Linked DNA regions of Mus musculus: all the other regions are linked to region 3. Evidence: chromatin contacts called from public promoter capture Hi-C data. All regions are on one chromosome and are shown on one strand. The core of a region is the stretch at or near the end of the contact, and the rest is flanking DNA. Distances in the headings are between cores, read along the strand shown. Region 1 holds the start of Bnip2 (BCL2/adenovirus E1B interacting protein 2). Region 2 holds the start of Rnf111 (ring finger 111). Region 3 holds the start of Vps13c (vacuolar protein sorting 13C).

What was found. Promoter capture Hi-C pulls out the DNA fragments that hold promoters and counts their contacts. Capture Hi-C pulls out chosen DNA fragments and counts their contacts.
Region 1: a contact with region 3 is called in a promoter capture Hi-C map of liver, with 2.8 times the contacts expected there. The contact joins the promoter of Bnip2 here to the promoter of Vps13c in region 3. A contact is called at or near these places in 1 of 39 promoter capture datasets (erythroid cells), 1 of 115 datasets of contacts at active chromatin or transcription factors (astrocytes) and 1 of 9 other capture datasets (liver).
Region 2: a contact with region 3 is called in a promoter capture Hi-C map of liver, with 4 times the contacts expected there. The contact joins the promoter of Rnf111 here to the promoter of Vps13c in region 3. A contact is called at or near these places in 1 of 39 promoter capture datasets (liver) and 1 of 9 other capture datasets (adipose tissue).

The regions. Positions count from the first base shown.
Region 1 is chr9:69,987,783-69,992,262 of GRCm38.p6, reverse strand. Bnip2 (BCL2/adenovirus E1B interacting protein 2) reads right to left here and starts at 2,797. Exons shown (of 11, transcript NM_016787.4): 1 at 2,574-2,797.
Region 2 is chr9:70,501,143-70,505,373 of GRCm38.p6, reverse strand. It overlaps Rnf111 (ring finger 111), which reads left to right and starts at 1,599. Exons shown (of 15, transcript NM_033604.3): 1 at 1,599-1,915; 2 at 2,372-2,434.
Region 3 is chr9:67,838,735-67,842,963 of GRCm38.p6, reverse strand. Vps13c (vacuolar protein sorting 13C) reads right to left here and starts at 2,613. Exons shown (of 85, transcript NM_177184.4): 1 at 2,438-2,613. The coding sequence starts at 2,537.

The DNA of each region.
Region 1 (4,480 bases), core at 1,548-4,047, 2.1 Mb before region 3:
TCAAAGGTATGACTATACCCCTGTAAGAGTCTATCTTCTTAAAGCACACATGCGCATGCGCACACAGAGGGTGGGCAGGTTAGTGGTGTGTGCTTTGGCAGGAGAGTGGAAGTCAAATTACAATTTTCCGGCGTGGTTCTCTCTGTCCACTTTATTCCGAGGCAGGATCTCTCTTCTACTTTCTTCGATTGCTTCATGCTCCCAGTTTAGCTGGCCAGGAACTTCAAGAAGTTTCTCTTGTCCCCTCCTCCCATCTTGCCATAGGACTGCAGGGATTACAGCTGGCTTATGTGGGCTCTGGGAGTCAAACTCAGGGGTTCAGGCTTTCTAGACAAGTGCCCTTACAGACTGAGCTATCTCCCTTAGTATGATCATGTAGGGCTTTCAAGAACAAAATGCTTCCACAGCAACGTTCACACATGTGCACACACACAACCAGCAAACTAGAATGGTGCTAACTTCTCTCAGAACTGTTAAAAACATAGCATAGGCTAAACACCTAGAATACATTTATTAAACTATCAGTATGCAGAAGGTATTAGAGATGTGTTGGCACCTTTAAGTAGACCAAACTCTAACACCTGATCTCAAACAGTCTGCTTGTTAGAAGCTGGTTATAATGCCAAGTCAGGACTATCTGTGATATTGCTTGCTTGCTTGCTTGCTTCGTAGGATGTAATCTTAGCATAAGACCTTGAATACTGCCAGCCGAAGCCACTCTTGGTCTAGAAACATAGCCTTTTGTTCTCAGATGTCCCCTTCTCTCATCGCTACAGAGAGAACAATCAGGACCACTGCCCCAAAGAGTATTTCACCTTTACTTCTCTACCCATTAAAAACTAATGAGTAGTTAGAGCGTCAGTGCCCAACAGGTGTGAGTGTCGTGGTTTGTATATTCTTGGACCAGGGAGTGGCACCATTTGGAGGTGTGGCCTTGTTGGAATAGGTGTGTCACTGTGGGTGTGGTCTTAAGACCCTCACCCTAGTTGCCTGGGAAGTCTTCTACTAGCAGCCTTTGGAATGAAGATGTAGAACTCTCAGTTCTGCCTGTGCCATGTCTGCCTGGATACTGTCATGCTCCCACCTTGATGATAATGTACTGAACCTCTGGACCTGTAAGCCAGCCCCAATTAAAATGTTGTTTTTTTATAAGACTTGCCTTGGTCATGGTGTCTGTTCACAGCAGTAAACCCCAAACTAAGACAGTGAGGTCGAATGCAATGTCATTAGCCATTTAGCTTAGACAAGAGGCAAAAGACAGACCCTATGTCCTGATCCCCAGATCTATAACAAACCTGTCTGTAAAACCAAATGTGGTTATACTTAAGGGTGAAAGGTCCTGCGATGCCTAAAGATGTAAGTATGTTGGTTTATGGTAATTCAGTCCCTACGCTATGCACATGTCACATTTCCTAGTCCAGCAAGTTAGAAAAGACCTAAGAATGGCATTGAGAGATAGAGATTGATTAAGAACCAAGCCAAAAAAATAATGTGCGAGGCAACCAAACATTGGTAACTTCATGTATGGGTAACTAAACTAGATAACTTCAACTCTAACTTTGAAGGAACACCCACTCATGAATTACAGAGTTTCTACAAGTGAAGGCTAGAGGAGTGGGTCAGTAGTTAAGCATGCTTGCTGCTCTTCACAGGAGCCTATTTCGGTTCCCACCACAACAGCCTATAATGCTAGCAGCTCCAGGGGTTCCGATGCCCTCTGCAGTCGCCTATACCACATGACAAGACACATTAAAAAAAAAAAACCTTTGAGAAAAAAAACCCTCTACAATTAAAGGATTCTAATAAATCATAAGAAAACGTGCATTTCATTGAAGATGGGAATTCAAGTATAAGGGAAAACATCCTAATTAAAAGTGACGCAAAAGAAAGCAATACTAAGATGCAATTGCAGATGAAAGGCACTTTTATAGAAATACTTTGATAAACACTGCAAAAGTTGTGTCCTCATAGAGTTCCTAGGACAAAGGAAGTTTCGAAGTAACGTAATATAGATCCAAATAAGTTTCTGCTTGAACGTGAACAGACTTAGGAAGAATTCTCCAGTGGCATCGCATGCATACAGCAATCCAAAGCATCCTAGCCGGTATTTAAATGAAGAGGTTAAGTGTCTGAGAACAGCCAAGGATCAGGCATTGACGTACACACCCTACAATAGGATATCACACTCAGGAAGGTTCAAGAGAGCCCTGATGACTTATAGGATGCTGTCTGTGTATGCTGTCTGCGTCCATCCCCCCGAGGCTATGGGGTGCACTACACGCCCAAGTTTCTTTGTTCTGCTCTGGACTGACGCCGGTTAGGAACACGGAACAAACGAGGCTAGGGGAAGCCAGGAACCGGGAGGTTCCGCTCCAGGCTTTCGGGCCACAGACGGAAAAAGGAAGGGGGCGAGAGCCTGGCACCAGCGTCCGAGGCAGGGCGGGGCCCGGCAGCGCTCGGACCCGGAACGCGAACGCGCCAGTCCACGGCCGCCACCCCCGCCTGGCCTGGCCGATCCTCCCGCAGCCCTCCGGCTGTGCCGTAGCCCGGCCCGCTACCCAAGCCGTGCTCACCCCGGAGGAAGCCGCGGCCCCCTCGTCCTCTTTGCCCCTCCAGGCCGGCGACGTGGGGCTGACGGCCAGGTCGCAGAAAGCGGCGCCGGGCAGAGCCCGCTGCCCTTGGTCGGCTGTGGAGACGGGGCCCAGCTTTTCCCGGACGATCTTAGTTGCAGTCCGGGCGGCTGCAGCTGACCCGGATTCAGTGCGTACGCCCCGGCGGAAGTGACCACCTCCGGACCGGCGCCGGGCGCGGCCGAGGGAGGAAGCGGGGGCGGGGCGTTTTCCTAAAATCCTCGGCGGGCTTCCTCTCTGCGCATGCGCAGCCGTGAGCCCTTCTGTCCCGGGCCAGCTAAGGCTTTGGCTTGCTGCTGGCGAGGGAGGAGGAGGGCGCAGCTTTCTAAGGCTCACGCACTTAACGTTACTGTAGGGACCTAACCTCGCTGTCTTGAAAGAGCTATTCGTTTCTCTCTGTTTTCCTTTACTTGACATTATATTAACTATATTACAGAGTGAATGAAAAGGGGGTGAAAAATAGTCGATGTCTTATGTACGATAGCCAGGTCCTAGAAGAATCTACTTTGATAGAATTTTCCGACGTGAATAGTTTTTCTCTCCAGTAATGCTTCTGAGAGAGTAATAAGTACCCCACCCCTCTCCTCCCCAGACTCCTCTCCTGTGTTCCGAGTTGGCCTTGAATTCCTTCCAGTGTATCTGAAATAACCTTGAAAACTAATTTTCCTGCCCCAGTCTCCAGAGAGCTGAGATTATCTACATGATTGTTACCACATTGTGGTAGAGATAGAGACAACTTAGGGCTTCCTGACTGCTGCTAGGTAGGCACTCTATTATCTGAACTTTCCGTTCCCACCATGTGGTTGCTGGGATTTGAACTCCGGACCTTCCGAAGGTCCCGAGATCATAGGAAATTTCATTACGATTCACGACTGTAGCAATATTACTGTTCTGAAGTTGCAACGGAGTAATTTTGTGGTTGGGGGTCTCCACAACATGAGGAACTGTACTAAAGGGTCCCAGCTTTAGGAAAGTTTAGAACTATTGCTTTAAAACATGCTTTTCCCAGTTATTTGTGGGTCCTATCTTGATGACGTAGAAAAAATGAAAATAAAAGTGAAGTCAGTAAATGTAAAATATTTTATTATCACAGTCAACAGTCCTAAAATTGGCTGTCGTAAAAAAAAAAAATCCTCAAAAAGGGGGAGGAGGGGATAAGAGGTTTGTGGAGAGGAAACTGGGAAGGGGATAACATTTGAAATGTCAATAAATAAAATAACCAATAAAAAATTCTCAAAAGATCTCAACTTCTGTACTTTTCTGTGTGGGCCATTAACAATTTTTTTGAATGGCTTCCGTCTATGAGCTGTCCTTTTAAGCAGCTTCAAGGGGCTGTTATTTTGGAGGGCAAGGTCATCCCTCTTAGAAGTTGAACGTGCTCAACCTGTCCAGAGAGCTAGTAGGTAACTATTTGGGCAAGCCTATTACTCCTAAAAGGAATGGTGAAGTCAAAACTATTTTAAATGGATCCAAAACACAGTTCTTTAGAGATACAGTTTAGATTTGTTCTCTGTTGGCAGAGAGTTAAGAGCTCTGTGACTTACCTATAAAATGGAGAAAAAAATAATGCCCGCCTCATGGGGCTTTTGAGACAGAACAGTACATGTATCTGAGATGGGCGCTTGGAATGTTGCTATCATCTGTGTTAGTATTATTTCCCCTAGCAATTTTCTTAATTGCTGGAGGGGGAAACATGACAAACAGATCCACAAAGTTTTAGTTAAACCACTTGGCCACAGGAAGCATTTTCTCTCCAGTTACAGATTTTTCCGGAGTTCCAATTTGTATTTTAGTTCTGCAGTGTGCAGAGTTCCCCACACGGTGGCAGAAAATCGTTTGCAATCATGCCA
Region 2 (4,231 bases), core at 350-2,849, 2.7 Mb before region 3:
GCTAAATTTCCTCCTAATTTTTTACTACCTATATATCTTGACTCAATTTCTCTTCCTTCCTCCTTCCCTCCCTCCCTCTCTAACACATTCAACTCCTCCTAGAATTTCCTTTCACTTCAGCTCTTTAAATAACAAACATTCCACATATCTATTTCCTCTCATTTCTACTCTGGTTGACCTTACCAAAATGCTTGCTTCAACTGTCAGAAATGTAAGTTAATGAATCCGAATCTCCATCATTAGCCCAGTGGTCTACTTAGTTTTAGATTAACACACTCAACAACCAACTAAGTTCAAGCCTTTGGGTAAACATTAGACACTTCAAAAACTCTACCTGATCAGAACAGACAAGTCTTGCCTCTAACCTAAAGTCCCCAACCCAAGAAGCACACATCTTTAGTCCCAGAAGCAGAGGCAGAGGCAGGCAGATTTCTGAATTCGAGGCCAGCCTGGTCTACAGAGTGAGTTCCAGGAAAGCCGGGGCAATACAGAAAAACCCTGTCTCGAAAAAAACCAAACCTAACCAAGCCCGGAAACAAAACAAAACAAAACAAAACAAAACAAAAAAGTCCTGGGCTTTGATAGTCCCGATAGAATTCTACTTGTAGAGGGCAGCAACTAGGGAGGCTGAGGAAATCCAAATCCAATGTTTTCCATTTCTTCTTCTTTTAAAATTTAAAAATACTCCCAGTTCTTGGGAGGCAGAGTCAGGTGGATCTCTGAGTCTCTGGAGTGAGTTCCAAGACAGCCAGGGCTACACAGAGAAACTCTGTCTCGAAAAACCAAAACCAAACCAAACCAAGCCAAAAAATCACCTTCACTAAATATGGAGAACATGAGTGAATATTATCGACGAGCTGATGTAGAAGGAGGTTATTAATGCTTGTTAAATACTTAATTGGTAATATAAGGTACTTTAAGTCGTCATATTTGACCTCACAAGATCATTTTGAAGCATATAAGGCTATCATGTTTTATAGAAGAGGAAACTGAGATTTATAAAGGTGTTAATAAGTCAGCTTGGGCACCCTCACTTTGCTTTCTGACCGGAAATCTGTCTGATTGACTGCAGAGCCCACTCTCTGTCCTTACATCCTTCTAGGGCACACAATAAAAACTGCAATCTTCTGGGTTTTGTGAGGCAATTAAGAAGTCATCTGCGATTGTATAGCTCCCAGGCTACCTAATAATACATTTGAAATGATTTTGAAAATTCACTTCACCAGTGAGATGAGATCTCTGTTTTGGGTATCATCTGCTGAGAAAGACACTAACCCGTGTTTTTTTGTTTTTTTATTTAAAGGCGCGACTAGTGCAATCAGTAAGCTGGAATAATTTTTAGTTTGAGAAAAAGCAACCAGTACGTAGGCGGAATTATGCTGAAGCACTGTTGAGCCCGAAATCACGGAAGAAAGTGAACCCAACCACCTTATTTTTAACTTAGTCCCACTGGGCCAACAGTTCGCCTAAGCCAGTGCAAAGAGGAAGGACTGGGACGCAGGGGGGCGGTCCCTGGCCCGCACATGCGCAGACATACTGCTGTGAGAGGGCGTGAGGGTCCGGAGCGCTCGCTTTCCGAACTGTCGTAAAAGGGCCCCGGTGTCGCGCTCGCGCAGTCGGGGAGGGCCGGCCCAGGCTGCGGCGGCGGCGACGGCGATGGTGGCGGGGCGCTGGTGCTGCGCGGCGTAAGGCACGCCGGCCGTTCAGGGTCGCGAGCGCGCGTGGGCCGCGATCGGGTGCTCGGAGCCGGGTCCAGCCGAGCCAGGCTCAGCCTCACGCTCCGCGGCGGCGGTGTTGACAGACGCCCTCCTGAGGAGAGCCGCCCGGCCCGCCTCAGCCTCACCCGGCCGAGCGCTGTTCCCCAGCCCCGCGCCAGCGAGTCCGGGACCTGGCCGCACGGGGCCTGCGGACTCGGGTGAGGGCGCCGGCGGAAGGGGGGGGGGTGCGGGGGAGGGGAGCGGCGCGGTGGCGCTTGCGCGCGGCGGGGGAGGGGCCGAGCAGGAGGGAGAAAGAGGAAGGGCCGCGGCGGCCGGCCCGGGTCGGCGACAGGGGAATGACCGCGGGTCCCGGACGGCGCGGAGTGGCTCATTGTGTCCGGGCAAGAGTCCGCCCGCGGACACACCCACGGCCTCTTGGGAGGGGGTGGGTGAGGGGATTGCGCCCCGGGGCCGCCGCTCGCCAGCGGGACTGGGGCTCAGGGCCGAGGAGTGGGGGTGACAATGGAGTGAGGAAGGTAACCCCGGCTGGAGCCGGGAGCCGCCCGGTGCGGGCGGGCACGCGCAGTCCGCGGAGCAGAAGACAGGCGCGTCTGATATTGTGTGGAGTTGGCTGGTTAGTCATTAAAAAAAGATGTTTTCTTTATCCTGCCTAGATAATTGATCGGAGTCAGCAGTGGTGCGGTGGAAATATCGGTTTTTGTTCTGGAGAAATAGAGGTTTGTCACCACACTTCTTAGATTATAGAGCTTTATAGATAATTTTAAAAAAAAAGTGTGACTTTTTAGCGTCCAAAAAAAACAACAACCAAAAACCAAAAAACCAGGAAGTTGTAGCTAGCGCCTTCACTTAATTTGCTCATGTCTGGGGTGACTCCATTGTATTGTTGAGAGCTTTCCTGTTCCTTGATTTATGTACAGAATGAGTTTAGAACTCCTGAGTAGCAGTGAGTGAGCCAGCTGACAGAGACCTCATTGTCAGAGTTCTGACAGCTCTTGAACCTGACTTGATCCAAACTTAGTTCCATTTGGCACTTTTATCTTTAATTTTCTTGTTTTGGGGACCTCTTTAACCAAAGAGAGCAAAATCAAAAAAAAGATGAACAGAGGTTCCTCATATCTTTACCATTTGTCTTTGCAATAGCTCTCACGTGACTTAATACAGATGTCCTTTCAAGAATTCTGATTTTACTTAGCTTTTGAGTCTACGTTAAAGAACCCAAACAAACCCCAAAACCTTCATGTGCGTATATACCAGTGTGTGGGGTCTGTACATGTGAGTGCAGGTGCCTCTGAGGCCGGAAGAGGACCTAGTACTCTGGAGTGGTAGTTAAAGGAGGTTTTGCACTGCCCTGTATAGGTGCTGAGTCCCGATTGGGTCCTCAGCCAGCATAGTAAGCACTCTTGACAACAAACCATTTTTCCAGGTCTGGATTTATATTTTGATAGTTTGTAACTAAGTGATTTTTTGTTTTGTTTTTATTTTAGTAAAAAGGTTTAGTAGAAACTGGTCATTGTAATATTGTGTTACATTGTGACATAGGTTTTAAGGAAGCTCTTCTATTTTGAAGAGAAACAATTTAGCTTTAAATTACTTTTGTAGCAGGAGTGCTGAGTGTGTGATGGCTCGAGTTGCCTTTAATCCTAACATTTGGGAGGCAGAGCCTAGCTTGGTGTATATAGTGAGTTCTACAACAGCCCATACTATGTAGAGAGATCCTATTTTAAATACCCACCCCCAAAATATATATTACTTTTGCTACTTTCTTAGGGTGTAACCATGGACAAATTATTTCATTGTATCCTGCTTGCTTGTTACCTCAGAGTCTCAGTAGTATCTGAAAAAATTACTGAGGGCATTTGTGAGTTGGGTGAATGATAGTGGGGAAAATTAGCAAGAATAATTTTTGTTTGTTTGTTTGTTTGTTTTCGAGACAGGGTTTCTCTGTATAGCCCTGGTTGTCCTAGAACTCACTCTGTAGACCAGGCTGGCCTCGAACTCAGAAATTCGCCTGTCTCTAGTAGTTTTTTTCTTAATAATCAGGGTTGGGTGTCATGTATGTGTGTTTTCTTTTGTCATCTTTCCCCTTTGTTCTCTGTATATTGGTCACTTGTATCCCAGATGGTTCACTAGAAATAGTCAGTCTTTAGCTCCTATACTCAGAAATCTTTCTGCCTCAGCCTCCAAAGGAGCTGGGACTGCAGGTTTCTGTCATTGTACTTGGGTCTCGAGTTTATAGTTGAAAAAAGCTATAATAAAAATAATTAGGCTTAATGAAGAATGTGTGCTAGCTGGGGTTATATTCAGCAAGTTTTGTTTTGGTGTTTCATATTTGTAAGAAATTGAGACATGTTTCTACTGATATTCTAAGAGAACAGCAGTTTATTTGCATAAAGCTAAAGAGCAGTAAGTTTTTGAGCAGGTGCATCTGAGTACAGTTTTTTTTTTTAAGTTGAAAATATGAAATAGAAAATTCATTGTATCAAAACATTCATAGCTTAAAAGTCTTAAAGATG
Region 3 (4,229 bases), core at 1,364-3,863:
ACATGACATCCAGAAACCATTAGTTAAACTTTACAGGGCTGAGCTGTGAGCTGACAAAATGCAATCGCTGACTTGTTCCCAGGGCAGCTGGTGAAAGAAACCCATGTATCTGCTGCTCAGACACACTGCACAGTTAGGGCATACTACTGGCAGAATGTGTTATTCTAGAAATAAAATAAAATAAAATAAATAAAATAAAATAAAATAAAATGGAGCTGAGGGTATATATTAGCTCATTGCAGAATATCACTGGGCACCATCAAGGTCTGGACTTGAAGCCCTAGCACCACAAAGTAAGTTAAAGCAGAAAACAGGATAAAGAAAAGTCTCAGCCGGTCGTGGTGGCGCATGCCTTTAATCCCAGCACTCGGGAGGCAGAGGCAGATGGATCTCTGAGTTCGAGGCCAGCCTGGTCTAGAGTGTGAGTTCCAGGACAGCCAGGGCTACACAGAGAAACCCTGTCTCAAAAAAAAAAGAAAGAAAAGGAAAAAAAAAGAAAAGTCTCATTCCTAGATTTCACTAGAGACAATGAGGCGGGAGGTTCAACACAGCTCTGTAACCCTTAGATTCAGTGTGAATAAGCTCGAAATCTCCAGACTCTATTCACTGTCCAACGGTTTACAAACTGAACAGCCTCAGATGCTAACGTGTCCAACTCCAACCCTTAAAAGTGAGCACGATTTGGTAGTGAAGGAATCTTCAACCGTACCCATACATTTTATTTCTTTTTTAAAAGAACTAAAGTCAGGACCAGGCAACCAGTAAAACCCGAGGAGTGGTTAATGGGAATGTCATCTTGTCAGGTGTGATTCAAACTCCTCTGAACATACAATCGCTTTCTCTGTGGAAGCGGAAAGAAAAACCAAAGGTTTTTACTTACTTTTACTTTTACTGTAAATGGCTTGCCCAACACACTAGCAGGCCTAGAACTATAGGAGTTCTAGCTTAGAGTTCACGCTGACCTGAAGCACTCTTTTCAAAACCGTTTCACAAAGAATAACTGACATTACTGCGAGAATTCTAAAGAAACACTCGCCCTCTCTTTGTGCAGAAGGATCTGGATGCTCCTTTTAAAAACTTTTCCTTTTGTATTATGTAGCAGGGACGGGTACACAAAATGTGTATTTATGGAAAGAAACCTGTTTTAAAATAAAATAAATATGTGTTCCAATGTAATTCAGGAGACTAGTCATAATTCACATTGTCCAATAAAAATAGGGTGCCTCTCCCTAATCACCGATTTTAGGAGCCCAGAGTTTTGATAGACATAATGTGGAAATCCTTTGTAATTGCTCGTGCTAGGTATAGCGATAAGCAAGCCGAGCAGAGCGGATGGGAACAGCCTATGCCTTTTAGCTTCCTGATTATATTTCTTGTAACCTCATCATAAATTGACCTTGTAGTTGATGATGGGTCTGAATTTTAATAATGTATTTAACTCAAATCTAGTCAAATACCATTTCAACATGTAGCCAACATAAAATTTATTGAGATGCTAATTTTTTTTGGTCCTCCATTAGGAAAAATGCTTATCTTCAAAACCCAGAGTACTTTATACTCAGAGCAAGTAACCACATTTCAAGCACCTAACAGCTAGTTTCTCCATTGGCAAATGCCAACCTGACAGACCCAGCCTATACTTAAATCGCTGACAATTAAAAGTAGCTCCATCCATTTAAGTTGGATGTTATTTTTTTAATTTCCTCCCAAAGCTGACAAAATTCTCAAGCCTTATAGTAACTTAGTATATGAATACAAGCACACCCCCCCATACCCTCCAAACACCCAATCTGTTTTGGTATTCTACGGTGCTGAGGAGGCTCGAAGCACAAGTTCTGCCACTGAGATACACTCCCAAATCCAAGTTTACTGAAGAATGCAGAAGTAGGCTGCTTATCATAAGACTTTTCTACTCCTAATCGTCAGGATAATAACCTTAGCAGGTTTTCTCGAATTTGCATCCTAGCAGACAACCCTAATTAATCATGCCTCTGGCCAGTGGCTCGAATGTCTATTTCAAAACAAAAACAAAAACCTGCAGAGCCCTCTACCTAACTAGGAAGTGGGCAATGGTAGGAATCTCTGAGTTAAAAGTCCTAGGGGACAAGACATGCCTTTCTTCTCACTGTCACCCCTGCCCATCCTACCTCCCCGGGCTGGGAACCAGGAAGCCTGGTCCTGGGGCTATGAGATGCAAGGGGAGACAATCTGGCACCGTAGGGAGCATGAGCCACACTCTGACGTCCGCTGCTGAGGTAAATAATTACTTTTTTTTCCTTGTTTTATTCTGAGGCATTGATGGGGACTGCTAAGCAGCGCGCTGCCCCTGTGTGGCTACATCGACAGCAGGGGCAAGCCCAGCGAGGTCACGGGGTCCTCAGGCTCCCACACGCGCAGCCCCCTTTCCCACGCCGGTAGGCCGTGGCATCGCGCTTACCGCCCCAGATCCCCAGCTTTAGCTGGGACTTGTTCAGGTTCTCCACGTAGTCCCCTAGGAAGCGGTTCAGCAAGTCAGCGACCACCGACTCCAGCACCATGGCGGGGACCAGGAGGCGGGAGAGGGAGGAGCCGGAACGCAGCGCGCAGGGGAGGGCTGTGGCCGGCGCAGAGACTGACAGCTGCGGCCCGCCCCGCCCCGCCCCGCCCCGCGCCGCGCGTGCGCGACGCCGCCAGTGCGCAGGCGTGACCCCACCCCCACCTCCGCGATTGCGGGGGGGGGGGGGGGCAACGAGAGAGAGAGAGAGAGAGAGAGACAGAGAGACAGAGACAGAGACAGAGACAGAGAGACAGAGAGAGAGAGAGACAGGGAGACAGGCCTGGGGTAAGGTGCTGTCGCTCTCCTGCACAAAGCTGTGTTCGAGTCCTGAGCATCTCATAATCGCGGCATAGTAATGCACTTCTCTTAACCCCAGCAACTGGGGAGACCAAGGAGAGTCAGAATTTCAAGGTCATCCTTGGCTACATAGCCAATTCAAGGCCAGGCTACAAAGCTAGTTCAAGGCTAGGCTACACAGTCAGTTCCAGACCAGACTAGGCTATATGAGGCCCTGTATTAAGAATTATTTTTTTTAAGTAATACAATAGACTGGTGAGATGGCTCTGCCCGTAAAGGTGCACGCTGCTAAGTCTGATGATTTGAGTTCAATTCTGAAACTCAATGGTGGAAGGAGAGAACAGACACTTTCAAGTTGTTGTGACCTCCATACTCATTATACCTTGCATGCATGCAAACACACAGAGAGAAAACCAAAGATACATAGTAAGACCCTGTCTCAAAAATAAATAAATAAACAAACAAACAAACAAACAAACAAATGCAACTTAAAAGTAAAGTCTGGGCATGGTGAGCGGCATCGTTAGCCTCAGGCAGATCTCTGTGAGTACAAGGCCAGCCTAGTCATACATAATAGGGAAGAAAAGAAAAAAAAAGGACAGTGCTAACCAATAACTAACAAAGACCTACCGTTCTTCCACTCTTGCCACATACATAAATCCTTAACCATCTGTTTCCCTTGCTCCTTCGGACTAAACCTAGACCTTCTCACCTTCCCTGTGTATAACCAATGAACAGCAAGTCTGCCTGTTCTATAGTGATTCTGTTGCCTTAATTCTGTCTTGCTTGCACCAGCTCACTGGTACCTACTAACTGCCCCACTAGCCCCCAACCCTTTTCTTTCCTTCGATCTAGCCCTCAGACTGTCACCAGAACTCACTTTTCCAGAGCACAGAGAAATCTGTTAGTCACCTACTGTTTGGGGTCCACTTAACTCCAACACAACTCAAACACCAGGTCAATGCAGATGACAAAATTTTATTGACATCAAACCGTTACTGATCCACTGGGGCCGAGCAGACTCAGGAGCTGAACTGCAATGCTGAAGAGATGCTGTACAGCCCATTTAAAGGATGAAACCAGAGAAGGGGAGCTGGGTGGGATGCAGCATTGTCCTATTAGATTTTGACATGAGGGTTTGAGCAAGAGAGTTTCCACCAATCAGGATAGGAGTTGGTTCCTGGCCTGGGAACATGACCTTAGTGTGATCCTGCCAGCAAGATGGAGAAGTTAGTTGTCCCTGAGATGTCTGGACTCAGACAACTGTTTCCTTTCAACAGAAGCTGTTCTGCTATTGGGAAGTCCTAAGCTCCCCTAGGGCCTGGGACCTTGAATTTAGTTTCTCCCTATGATTAAGTAGAGTCTGCAAATGAATAAAGTGCTTAGAATAATTTTC